Linked DNA regions of Cricetulus griseus: region 1 is linked to region 2. The links are chromatin contacts, called in public Micro-C maps. All regions are on one chromosome and are shown on one strand. The core of a region is the stretch at or near the end of the contact, and the rest is flanking DNA. Distances in the headings are between cores, read along the strand shown.

Region 1 (6,390 bases), core at 2,415-4,914, 300 kb before region 2:
TGCAAGGAGGGCCTATCTCCCATTCGCAGCGCCAGGGGCTTAGACTGCAGGGGCCAAAGACTGGCTTGGGAGCGCTGGCTGGGGGCCACTTTGGATATCAGCTTTATTTGCACAGTGACCTATTCAGGTTCTGATGAACTGGAACAAAAGCATCCTTACATGAAAAGTCAAAAGAACCAGGAACTTAGCTTCAATGTATTTTAAAAAGCAAACCAGCAAAACTCTGAACTGGCCAGCTTGTAGCGCTATTGAAAGAAATTATTAGGTTGCAACGCCAAATGAAAAGCCTGGCCTTGCGATGACAAAATAGCACCACTCTTGTACGTGAGTGAGTGCTCCTGGCTATCCCAGAAAATGGTAATTCTGCAAGGGAAGGACTATTCTTTCAGCACCCCCCCCCCTTCTGCTTAGAGGGCAACTAGGTCATTTCCACAGGCGCAAACCTTTTCCTGAGCTGCTGTTTTTGTTGTTGTTTGCTTGGCTTTTGTTTTGTTTTGTTGGTTTTTGTTTCTTCAGTCTGATTCTGGCTGGCCTCGGGGAACTTTTCCAAAGTCATTTACAGGATCATTGTCATCCACTTGGTTGCTGCTGCCCCGGCCAATAGGGAAGTTGACCAATTCACATTAAGGGGGACCAACAAAACAAAACAGAGCAAAAGTCTTGTTCGCCAGAGACCTATCCATTTTCTCTTCGGGATTTTTCGGCTAAGCCGTGTAGCTGGGAAGACCTGGGAACCCTGATAAAAATCTCTGCTCTTTAGGATCCTTCTCGCCTATCCTCACTGATTTAAAGCATTTGTAATGAATTTCACATCTCAGAAATAATTGAACCCTGAAGGGCAAAACAAAACAAAGCAAAAAAAACCACAACAACAAAACACACACACACACACACACAACAACAACAACAACAACAACAACAACAACAAAAGAAAAAAAAAAAAAAAAACAGGGACAGAGAGGCAACTCCGGATTCCCGTAGGTGGCTCCACCAGGTTAGAGGAGAACGTGAGTGGGGGGCGGGGTAGAAGTACCTGTAATAATCCTCCTTGCAGTAAATGCTACCGTCCTTGGCAAAGCAGGTGAGCTCAGACTCCAGGGCCAGCTTACATTCACAGCACTTGAGGCACCTCAGGTGCCACTGCTTGTCTACCGCCAGTAGATAGTACCTGTCGGAGATCTTGCCCCCGCAGCCCGCGCACAGAGCGGGCTTCTCTGGGCTGAGCGGGGGCATGCCCTGTGAAGCAAGCACACGGCAAGGCTGATGGGGGTCGCGGGGCGCTGCCGCACAACCCGGGATGCTTTTGGCCGAATTCCCCAGAGCAGGAGCGCATCAGACCAGGGGCCACAACACCAAAAGCAAAAGTGGGGGAAACATTCCCAATTTCTCCCTTTTCAACGACCAACAGTTCCCTTTCTTAGGAGTTTGCCTAGACCAGGGTCCCGGTCCTCCTGGCCCTGAGACCCTAAAGCATCCAGACATTTAGAGCCTAGAGGATGTTTTGATAAGCGTTCCAGAAGTAGAATAACTAAGGATGAATTTTTGTGAGTTTTCAAACAATGCACAAAATAGAACAACAGAGCTGTTATTGTGAAGTAGTAGGAATTCTGAAGCATACCGATTTTCTTTTACACAAACAACGCTATAATTCTATTTTCCTGAATTTTAATAGGCGAAGTAATTTGGCCGGCATTGTTGTGATTCAGACATGCTTAGCAGATGTTGCTATTCTGTAAGTTCAAGGTCGTTGCCCTGTTCCTTTAAGAAAGTGAAGTGCCTGTCCCGAAGGAAGGACCCCTATCCAATCTTTTCTGTATACTCACTCTTTTCTCTAGCCAGCATAAACAATATATGTCTTTTTCTTGAAAATTTGGTTCCCAAATTAAGCTTTCCACCGAGGTCCCAACAGAGGCTAGCTAAGGCGTTAAAACTCACTTTAAGGATCCCAGTCGAATTTGGTTGCTTCTTTTTATTTTTAAGTAAAATAGCCACTTAAGATGGAAAGAAGTTACTGGCTGGATCCTTTCCTCAGACTAGTAAAATAGTCCAGGCTTCTCCTACTACATTCATTTTGGCGGCACTGGAATGTTAAGTTTCGCCTTTTACTCAGAAAGAGGGTTCTCACTGAATTAATGGTACAAATGATGGTAGTGGGCTATTTAACGAGACCCAAAACTTCGCTGACGGGCTAGAACCGTCTCGGGTCAGTTTGAGCTACAGTCCCCGCAGTGATACGAAAGGTCTACACAGCACTGTTCGCCAAGAATCATTTCCGCAGACTTCTGTAGTTTTCTCCCTCCAGTCCATAAGTGGAAAGGGGAAATTCTTAAATTTCTATTAATTTCACGAAGACATAACTGATATTACGAATAGTAACCGGCGGTTGTGACTGATTGCTTCTCTTGGGTTGGAAGAGTTCATGTTCCTGCTTTTAGACCTGGGCGGGGGGCGCTCCTCATTTTTATCCGATTTCCCGCTACACAAGGCACCCTCCCCATAAAAAAGAGAAACGCAATTTTGTGAGCAGGGTATCTGAACCCGCATGCCAGAAGCCCTAGCAATCACTGGATTCGGGTGGTGAGTACTGAATGTTCGAAGAAATTGGAAATGGACCAGCGCATCGGAGTCTACTCCGAAGAGTCTGGGGTCCCACGGCTCCAGCCTGTCCCGGACACCATGCCGGTAAACGGCCCCCTAGTAACTACACCAAAGCTTGTCCTCGGGGCGGCGGATCCGGCCTGGCGGCCGAGTCACCAGAGACTGGAGTTTGGGGCAGGCTGGCAGGGAGGACGCCCGCTCCTTCCAAGGCCGGCTGTCCTGCGTGCTCGCTATCAGCCGTTACAAAGACTAGTGAGCTCTGGACCACAGCATCCCAGACACCACGATTCGGAAAGGGACCCTTGCCTAGCAAACAGACCTCTCGAGAAAACCTAGCGAGCGAGCGTCCCCAGACAGACGTCCCCGGGACCCGCCATACCCAACCTGGGCAGGCCGGAGACCCGCAGTTTCTCCAGCGCCGCGCCAGGGCTGTCCTTACCGCGTCGCGGCCGTTGAGCTGAGTGCCTTTGGCCAAACGGGCCTCGGTCTTGGATCTGCGCTCCATCTCCTCCATGATGCCTTGGATATGGCCTCCGGAGATCCCGTGGAAGAGCATGGCTGGGGGGCGGAAAGGACACGAATTGTTTTCGGATCGGCACCCCACTATTTCCATAAACACACGCCTGGGGCTCTCAGTTCATCCGCGTGAGGAAGCAAAGGGGACCGCGCAGGGCTGCGCGGTGAAGGAGCGTAGATCGCGGGGACAGGGGCAAGAGAGAAAAGGAAGAAAACGAGAGAGTGGAAATAGATCTATTTGAGAGGGAAAAGATCCGGGCAAAAAAGCGATGGGAAAAGGGAGGGTGGGGGAGGCCCGGCGTTTCCCAGAAGATGTGCAGAAAACAAACAAACGCGGACGGAGGGGAAAGCAGGAGAATCTTACTACAGTGAGAGATCGAATTACTAATGGAAAACAACTGCCGCGGGGGCTGGGGGAGGAGGAAAACAAAATCTAAGGAAGAAAGAAAAAATAGTTTTGAACACAAAGAAAACGAAGTGCTATATTCAGCGGTCCCTAGCTGCCTGCAAGTTCCCAGTGCCTCTAGGTTGGGTTGGGGACTGCTCCTGCCGGAGCTGTGTCCAATTTGTTAAGAGACTAAAGCCAGCCCATTTTTGATAATTTAGTAGGAGGAGTCCTCTCCCTGGAGCAGCCACGGATTTTTATTCAGACAACAAAGACCTGTCATACTCCTCTCAACCCCCTGGTGATGGGCAAGCAGGGACAAACATTACAAAGGGGTGGGGGACTAGGGGGGAGGCAGAAGGAGGGGGCCTTTACCCCCACCCCCACACGCGCGCCTACACACACACACACACACACACACACACACACACACACACACACACACAGTACACATCCAAGAGTTCTCAACAGTCATGCTTTAAAGGACTAAAGGAGCCCTTATTGTCCGAGTCCTGGATGGAGCTGGAGGGAGGGCTAGTCTTATTTGCTCCCAGTTCATCAGACCCCAGCCCAGTGTACACTGAAGATGAGCTGCAAACCTTAAGTTTCCTTCTGGTTCACAGACTTTCAAACCCCCAGTTCACAAGTCTGTCACCCTGCGCGCACCAAACCCACAGTCTTAGAAGGGAGCGCTTCTCCGCAGCGGTGCTTTTAAAGCCTGCTCCTTTCCTCTGTGTCCCTTCTTTCTCCACTCATTTTTTAAAAGCACCCTTCTGACGGCGGTCTAAGACCGAGGGCAGGAGACACCACCAGGCTCCGAGGTGCCCTGCAAAGTGAAAAGGGGAGTGGAGAACTTACTTTCCCGAGTATTACTTTTGGAGAGGGAAAAAACAAACAAACAAACAAACAAAAACGTGTGTGTGTGTGTGTGTGTGTGTGTGTGTGTGTGTGTGTGTGTGTGTGTGTGTGTGTGTGTGTGTATTCTGAAATTTTTGAGTGTAGAGGCCAGGGAATGCTTTTGTAGACCTGGATATTCAATGGAACCTTGACCATGAAGGACTCTTAACTAATTCTAGATTGAAGGTAAACTAGTGGAGATTCTAGTGTCCCGTTTGGAATTTGTCAGCTTGCTTAGGATAGGACTCGGGTGAGCTGGGCGCCCAAGCCGGGTAGGACGAGGCATTGGCCGCTGGCATTGGCACACTTGGGTGGGTGTGAAAGGAGCTCAGGGTGGAGGCGGGGAGGTGAGAACTAACATGCTGGATAGCAGACTGCTCTTCACAAGAGATAGCATTGTTCTGTCGCCCTCTGTTCTTGCTAGCGCGGCCCTTCCCCTCCCTCTGGTCCCATTAAAAAGTGGCCACAATACTCTGATATTGTGGATTCACCGAAACGGCCAGGAAACCCCTAGGATCGTGGAGCGAGGACCAGCTACGGGAACTTAATCAGAAAAAAAAAGAAGAAAGCCCGGCCGCTCTCAGCCCTTTCTTCGTGGTCGCCAGCCTCTGTTTCCCCACTACTCTGCCGTCTTTCCGGTAATCATTGGGGCTTCAGTTTGGATACCCAGAGCAGCAGCCCGGTGGCAGGCCCGCCTCCCTCCACCCTGAAAGTTCCACGCGGAGTTTTCGCCCAATCTGGAGGGAAAGCTGAGAAGAAACGGGGGAAAGGGGTATCGGAGGAAGGGAAAAAAAGAAAGAATAAAGGGTGAGTGCTAATGAGCAGGCTACGGTAGGAAGGAGGAAAGGGAGGAAGAGAAAGAGGAAGGAAGGAAGTAGAAAAGGAAGGAAGGGAGGAGAAGGAATGCAGAGAAGGAGGAAACCACCCTGGTGTAGCAGCCTAACTTCCTGTCCCAAAGGTCCACCTTCGGAGGCTCTTGGGGTCGCTTCTTCCATGAAACTCAAGCCTCCACTGTTTCCCCACCTTTTTTTCTCAGGGTCAAAATAATGTTATTTGCAGACTGGACGCTTTTAAGGTCCTCTGGGTACCAGAATACAGCTCATAAAACACAATTTCACACAAAAAATGAAGCCAATCAAGTGAACTAAGCTGGAGAAACACCCCCCCTCCTATTTTGGCAGCCCTACCTGACAGCAGGATGGCTATTTACTGTAAGTAATGTAATTAGCCCCTTTGGATGGAAATCAATGAGCTCTTCAAACCCACGTGCATACACATATGAAGGCCCCAAGGAGGGACTGGGGGCAGGGGCCCTTTCAGAGACAGCAGGTCCTCTTACAAAGGAGCAGACTGCCTTCATACAAGTCAGCAGTTAAACTGACTTGGCCCAAGAAGGAGGAGAAGGGGAGGCTGCCCAAAGAACTGCTCAATTAACCCAAGGAGGTTAGAGACACAAAGTAAATATGAGACTGTGGTCCACTTTGCCTAGTTTCTCCCCTACAGCCTTCCTCACTTTCAAATAGGATTGTTTGGCATTGGCTTTGGCTACTCTGTTTTGGTCCTGAGCTGTTTGTTCAGCAAGAACATTAAAAACAAAAGCAAACAAACAACAACAATAAAAAAACCAACCAGAACTTCATGAAGAAAAAGCTTTAAAAGACCTTTTAGAAAAAGTCGTAGCTTTGGGAAGAACCACTAGGGAAGCTAGGCAATGACATCTTCTCAGCCTGCATCCATCTATCTATCAATCTATCCATTCATCCTTACATCCATGTCCTCTGTACATGTCTTTAAATCATCATCAGGACAAGCTGGGCAAAGCATCTCCTGTAATCAGTTTCCTAGCTGAAACCTAGCTAGAACTGCTCTTTCTTATAAAACTCAAGTTATAAGATCCAGGGCCCACAGGAATTGGTCACTTCCATAAAGAAGTCAACTACCACGGTTTTTCTTGCTCTGAGAATGCAGAGAAGTCTGTGGAAAGGTAGGAATGG
Region 2 (6,528 bases), core at 2,279-4,778:
ATGATCCTCAGCTTAAGATGGAGTACCTCCTGATGGAGCCATCAGAAATTGTTGGTATTGTAACTGAAAATGTATTGAACTTATTGAACATCATACCTAGCAACACTGTACGCTGTAGTTCACCTATGTGATAGCATGCGTGATACGAAGCTCTGAGTCCCTGCACTGCTCAGGACCATGGAAGAGCACTGCATCATTATCACCAGCTAGGAAAAGTTCTAAAGTTAAAAGATCATTTTTACTTAAAATGTATTGCTTTTCTTAAATTTCATGACTTAAGTTTCATGACTTAAGTCATGAAACTAAACCATTCCTAACTTGGGGACTGTATGTCTGTTTTTTTTTTTTCTTCCTAGACTTAGATATTTTATTTGCTATTTTTATTTAAAACTTCCATTCAAATGCTGATATTACTAAGACTATTGTCCCATGGAGCAAAGTGTTTAGAAAAACACGATGTAATCTCGTATTTTGTTTTTAGAATAGGCGTCCGAGGGTTTTAACCAATTGAACATTGCATATCAAATTGCAGTGATTAGGGCCCTTTAGAAATCAGCTGTAGAGTCGAATCCAGAGCACTTAACAAAGCTTCCTTTATGACAGTGCCAAGGTTCACAGCCAGGATGGTCATAACATTGATCTGTGACTCAAAAGGCAGAAAGGGACCTGCACCGTAAGGAAGGAAGGGTTTATTTGGCTCACAATTTGAGGGTACAGTCCACTGTGACAGGAAAATATGGATGGCAGGTGTTTGAGGCAGTTGGTCACATTCCATCCACTGCAGGAAAACAGAATGAAAAGAATTCTGTAGTCTGATTTTTCTTTGGGCCAATAGCTCACAAATAACGACACAGAGACTTCCCATTAATTATGAAAGCTTGGCCTTCACTTAGGCTTGTCCCACTTGCTCTTATTACTTAAATGAACCTGTTTTTACTAAACTACATTTTGCCATGTGGCTTTTTACATTTCTTTCATCTTGCACCTCCTGCTTTCTCTCCATGTTTCCTGACATCTCTAGATTCCTCCTCCTTTTTCTCTCTGCCTGGTAGTCCCGCCTATACCTCCTATTGGCCACTCAGTTTCTGATTACGCCAATCACAGCAATACACCTTTATGCAGTGTAACTATCTCACAACAGAGCACTGCTACTCAACTTTGTTTTTCCTTTCTAGTTTGGTCTGGGATCATAGCCCATTGCTTGGCATTACTCACCGTTCTAGAACAGCTAACAACAACAACAACAAAAATCCCCACAGATATGTCCAGAAGTTATTTCCATGATATTCTAAGTATCATCAATGGGAAAATCAAGATGAACCATTTCAACTCCAGATTATGTCATCTTGACGTCTAACCATGGCACTTTAAAACCATAACCTTCCACCTTTTGTCCCCATAGGCTCATGGCTATCCCATAATCCAAAATGCATTCAGGACAGCCTCAAAAGTCCATATAGTCTTTAGCAACCCCACGCCATATAAAACTCCAAAGTCCAACTCTCACCTTAGACTCAGAGCAATCTCTTTTTTTTTTTTCCAACTTTTTTTTATTTGAATTAGAAACAGGATTGTTTTACATGACAATCCCAGTTCCCTTCTCCCACCCATCCTCCCCTACCCCCGTGTGTCTTGGCTCAGGGAGTATTCCTCTATATGGACTGGGCTCCCAAAGTCCACACCTATGCTAGGGATAAATTCTGGGCTTCTACAGGAGGTCCCATAGGTTTCTGAAGTTTCCTCACAGAAACCCATGTTCCTGGGGTCTGGATCAGTCCCATGCTGCTATTCCAGCTATCAGACTGGGGAGCAAGAGGTCCCGGATGTTCAGGTCAGCTGTTTCTGTGGGTTTCACCAGCCTGGTCTGGACCTCTGTGCTCTTCACTGGTCCTTCTCAGAGCAATCTCTTAACTAATGTACTTCCAATATACAATGGCACAGAAAACACAATCCCCATTTCATAAAGGAAGAACAATGGACTAGTAATGACCTGGCCAAAGCAAGGCAGAAACCTAGTATGCAAACACTAAATCCTGCAGCTTAATGCCCTGCCTCTGGGCTCATGATAGAATCATCTGGGTAAAGACTGGAATAGCCCCTTCCCTCTAGCTTTGCAACCAGAATACATGTAGTACTGGACCAGCTGCAGTACTGACCTTCAAATTTCTTCAGCGAATTTCTCAGGCTCTTGGCATCTTCAAAATCCTGGAGTCCCCATTGCAATTTATACTTTCTTAGTTTCATTAAGTGGCTCCTTAGGATATCTTTACAGGGACTGCAACCATGCCACACACTGCCTCTCTTCATCAGCTCTCTAGAATTTTAGTGTAAGACTATCCTGACACCCTTATTCCTTCATCTTTTATAGCTGCAAAACCAGCACAGAGTGAACCAAGCTGCCAAGTTCAGCTGGCAGCTGTGTGTGGAGCCTGGCTTTCTTGAACCACAGTGGTCTCAGCAGTGTGTGCTGCTGACCCTGGGAAAATACACCCCTAGGTAGTTCCTTTAGAGCACAGAACCCCTTCAGTGACGTCCTCAATTCAGTCTCTACTTTCAAATAGACTTGCATTTTCACAAGGAGTCTGTGATAGGTTAGGTCTTGCCCTCAAAACGCTTTCATTGTCCCAGTGTAGAGTCCAGGTCTCTCTTCAGGTCACCAATATCTGTATCGTCTCAGCCGTCTTTGAACCTGCCTCCTCTGTAAGGTGGAACTTGCTGACGCTCTTTTTCTTACCACACTGTACATATTCCATCTTGTTCAACTCCACTTCTTGCTCTCTCACACTGAGAACTAGACGAGAGAAGAAAGCAGCCCACAGCCTGAATGTTGTCCTGCCTTGGCATTTCCTCCACTACCCAGATTAGTGCATTTCTTCTGTGTTCACTCTCACTCAAGTTGTCAGGGAACAGGCAGAGTGCAGTCATACTCTTGATGTCATTACCACATGAATAGATGCTAGCCCAAACCCCATCAGAGTCCTTGATTATCTCTGAAAATTTTCGAGCTAATCCTCCATGGCCACATTTTTGTGAGCACTCCTGTCTTCCCATGTCTAACCAGAATGGCCTGTTAGTCTCTGCTTCCAGCCTTCCAGGGTGTTTCTACCCAAAGTTCCACATGTTTCCTGTAAATCCAAAGATCTATGAACCACATATTTAGGTTTATCACAGCAATGACACAGCTACCTGTACCAATTTATTATTAGTTACTTTTCTCATTTTAGGACAAAACACCTGACCAAATCAGTTTAAGGAAGGGAGGGTTCATTTTTGTTCATTCATGGGTTGAGGTTATAGACTGAATGGGAGGACGGGGGGGGGGGGGCTGTGGGGTTTAAGGCAGCTGGTCACATTGCATCCACAGTCAGGAAATGAGTGAAGTGAATGAATGCTTCTTCCTTTTGATTCAGTTTGGGACCCCAGACTGTGGAGTGGTACTGCCCCCACTTCCAATTAACCCAGTTAATCTAGAAAGTGACTCACACACATTCAGTGATGATTTCAAAGCCCATCAAACAGTCAGGATTAATCATCACAGCATCGTGACGCGTTCATAGTCTTAAAGTGCTGTTGTGTGTCTGTGATTCAGCCAGTGCAGTACTACTGTAACCAAATTCTTGAGCTTAAGTAACTGTAACGAACAGAAAGGTATTTCTTAAATGTCTGAAGGCTGCAGAGCCAACACTCGTGTTTCATAAAGACCTTGGTGCTACTTCATCACGTGGCAGAAGGAAGGACAAGACAGCAAGACATGGGGATGGGAGCTGTGGCTTTAACACGGTTTGGGTAGGAACATTAAGCCTCAGCTCTCTTCAGGGAATGAAGAGGCTGGTAAGGCAGACCAAAGCTCTAGGGCTTTATGAAGAAGGTCTGTGTCCAGGACCTTTCCTAGGTACCAGCCATATACAAAAGGAAACACGGAGATATTCTGAACTCATGGTACCATTTTTGATGCATTTTTCTCTTTTTCCTTTTATTAAGCTTATTTTTCATACACTATTATTAGTTTCTGGATGTTATTACCAAATTCTGGTTGTGACCCAAACATGTCTATGAATGAAGTCATCACTTGTGGAGAGAGCTGCCCGTGCTGCCTCTAAGTAAATCACTTCCATGTGAACAAGCCAGCTCTCCTGTGTGCTTGCTTCTTGACTGCTCGCAAGCTGTAGCATTTTAAATCAGTGTTGAGTATGTAAATATTTACCATAGAAAACAGTTTGGGTTTTTATGGGAAAAAAGCAAATCTTTGATTTCAATAGGATGCCTTAAGTTAGAAACATTTTAATCACAAGAATGTTTTCCCAAATATGAGAACTCCTCATTTCTTAATATTAAATTTAGCCTTTTATAGCAGGATGTAACATTTCTATTATAACTTACTAATTTCTGTTATTGCATGTCGTATTTTAATTTCTAGAAATGGATTTTTAAATTGTATATGCTTAAGATATGCAACATGTTTTCATATACATGACAAAATCATTACATTTAAAGCAGTTAACATATCTGTCACCTTCACAGGTAACTTTGTGTGGTGCATAGAGTAGATTAGACCTACACTTGGCAATTTCCCAATGTACCATACATTGCCATTAACTGTGATCCTTCCCCAGTGTATCTGATAGAGAAATTGGTACAGAGCTAGACTGAACTTGATTTGAAAAAGGAACTTGATTTTGACATTTAGTAAATAACCTTTGTCTTGCTTTCTGCATTTTTAATTAATATTATTGCACATCATTTTCCCAGGATTCTGTAGGAATTATAGATAATGTGAATAAAACATCTTCATTAATAAGAAAAGTATAATAGGTACTCTATAATTGGTAGCTGTTCACATGTACACATGTGTCCTGAGTGCCAGGTCCTTTTTAACAATGGCCCTATTTGACTTTCTTCTCTTGTGAAATTCCTGCCCTAGTCACTTAACAATATAGTCGCCACAAAAGCAGCAGGTATTCATCTTCATTCTAAATGGGGTGCTGACTGCGACTTTAGCATATGACTTGAGAAGCAATACGCATCTTCTTTTATGAATAAGTCTCTTGTCAATAACTTTGTAAGGTGGTGTTTGTTTTGTTGTCAGCTACATTAAGAAATGACTCTGAATGGTCTTGTCTCATCCCATTCTGAGTCCATTGAATTATCAGACATGGACCCAGGTGTGGAAAGAATGTAGCTTTCCCAGTTTCCAGCAAGACTTGCCCATGAAAGACTTGTTTTCTTTATTTTTCAGAATATGTAATGAAGTGTGATCATTTGGATTCCAAGAATGTATCTTTATTTAACTTAAGCAAAGTTTATAATCTGGATGCTGTGGAGAAAAATTTAGATAGATATCTCTGTCCCATTACTTTGCTTGTCTTTGGAATAGACTGTGAATCCATAATCCACCCCCAACAAATAGTAATTTGTGTGCTGGTCTGCTAATTAGTATGGCTATTTTCTGTTTTGTTGATGAGGCTTAAATAAATGTCAAGGGTACAGCCATGAAGATCTCCCAATTAGGCTTCACATTTGTAAAACCCAGCCCTTTCCCTTTTGTGTGGCGATGACAGTTCTAACAGCCGCCCTAGCCTAACAGGACTCCAGGGAAAGCATCCTTCTCAGATTTATTGAAAATTGGCCAGTTTGGTCCAGTGAGAATACTGCTACTGGTCATGGTGCAGAGCAGTTTTAATCCTATGTACTTACCTTCTTTTGTCAATTTTATATAAACCGAATCCCGAAGAGTTAGTGAACACTATCAGACCATTAATTCTGTCACATGAAATAGTCTATAATGTATTAGAAAAATTTTAAGAATAAGAGAGAAATCCCTTTCAATAATACATTTCAGTCTATAAACCTGAGCCAGGCTCCACTTTAAACAGTATTAACCTTTCTTTGCTGAGTCCAACAATCACACACACACACACACACACACACACACACAGCTAACAACTATACTAGTGAACGAACATAAGAACATAGCCATACCACGAGTCACTGTTAACAGATGGATGGCCCTAAGCAAGGCATTTCCCTGTGACAAAATCTTGTGGAGGACTGAAGAAGCTTTTTGTTGCTAAGCCTGATTAAAACCTTGGCACACATAACACTTTTAACTGTTTCATGCCTGGTACAAATGCCGAATCCACTGGAGTTTCTCCCTTTCTGCCATCTAGATTGTTTATATAAATCTTTGCTGGAAAAACTGGCCTTTCCTCTGAGGTGTGGTGTCACACAGTGTGGTGTCACAGTGGTGGTGGTCACACAATGTGCTTACGATAAATACTTAACTAGGAATGGAGTCAGTAAGTGCAGTGCGTACGAATGGAACGATGTCTACTCTCCTGTTACTACCACACTCTATGAAACTGGTGGACATATTTCTATATGGAATAGTAGTTTGAAGCAAGAACAGTTCTTTCTTAAATAAGTGGTGAGGGTAGTTCATTCTAAAATATTGTAAGATTTTTTTTCTCTACTCATTATGCTCAATTAAAATGAAATTTTGGTGTTTCTGTGTTTCTCTATAAGTTAAAT

What was found. Hi-C and Micro-C count contacts between places; a contact is called where the count stands out from the background.
Region 1: a contact with region 2 is called in a Micro-C map of the CHO-K1 cell line, with 4 times the contacts expected there. The contact joins the promoter of Lhx9 here to the enhancer-like site in region 2. A contact is called at or near these places in 2 of 8 Hi-C or Micro-C datasets (both in the CHO-K1 cell line).

Annotation. Positions count from the first base shown.
Region 1 is chr5:50,475,534-50,481,923 of CriGri-PICRH-1.0, reverse strand. Lhx9 (LIM/homeobox protein Lhx9) reads right to left here and starts at 3,664. Exons shown (of 5, transcript XM_027417456.2): 1 at 3,038-3,664; 2 at 1,034-1,236. The coding sequence starts at 3,211.
Region 2 is chr5:50,176,986-50,183,513 of CriGri-PICRH-1.0, reverse strand. All of the region lies in intron 19 of Dennd1b (DENN domain-containing protein 1B), which reads left to right. Among named protein-coding and RNA genes, the nearest start is that of Crb1, 180 kb to the right of the region's middle. Within about 2 kb of position 3,528, at least 1 of the 6 cell types and tissues checked has open chromatin away from gene starts, as enhancers often do. A contact at or near this core is called in the CHO-K1 cell line, where this site is marked.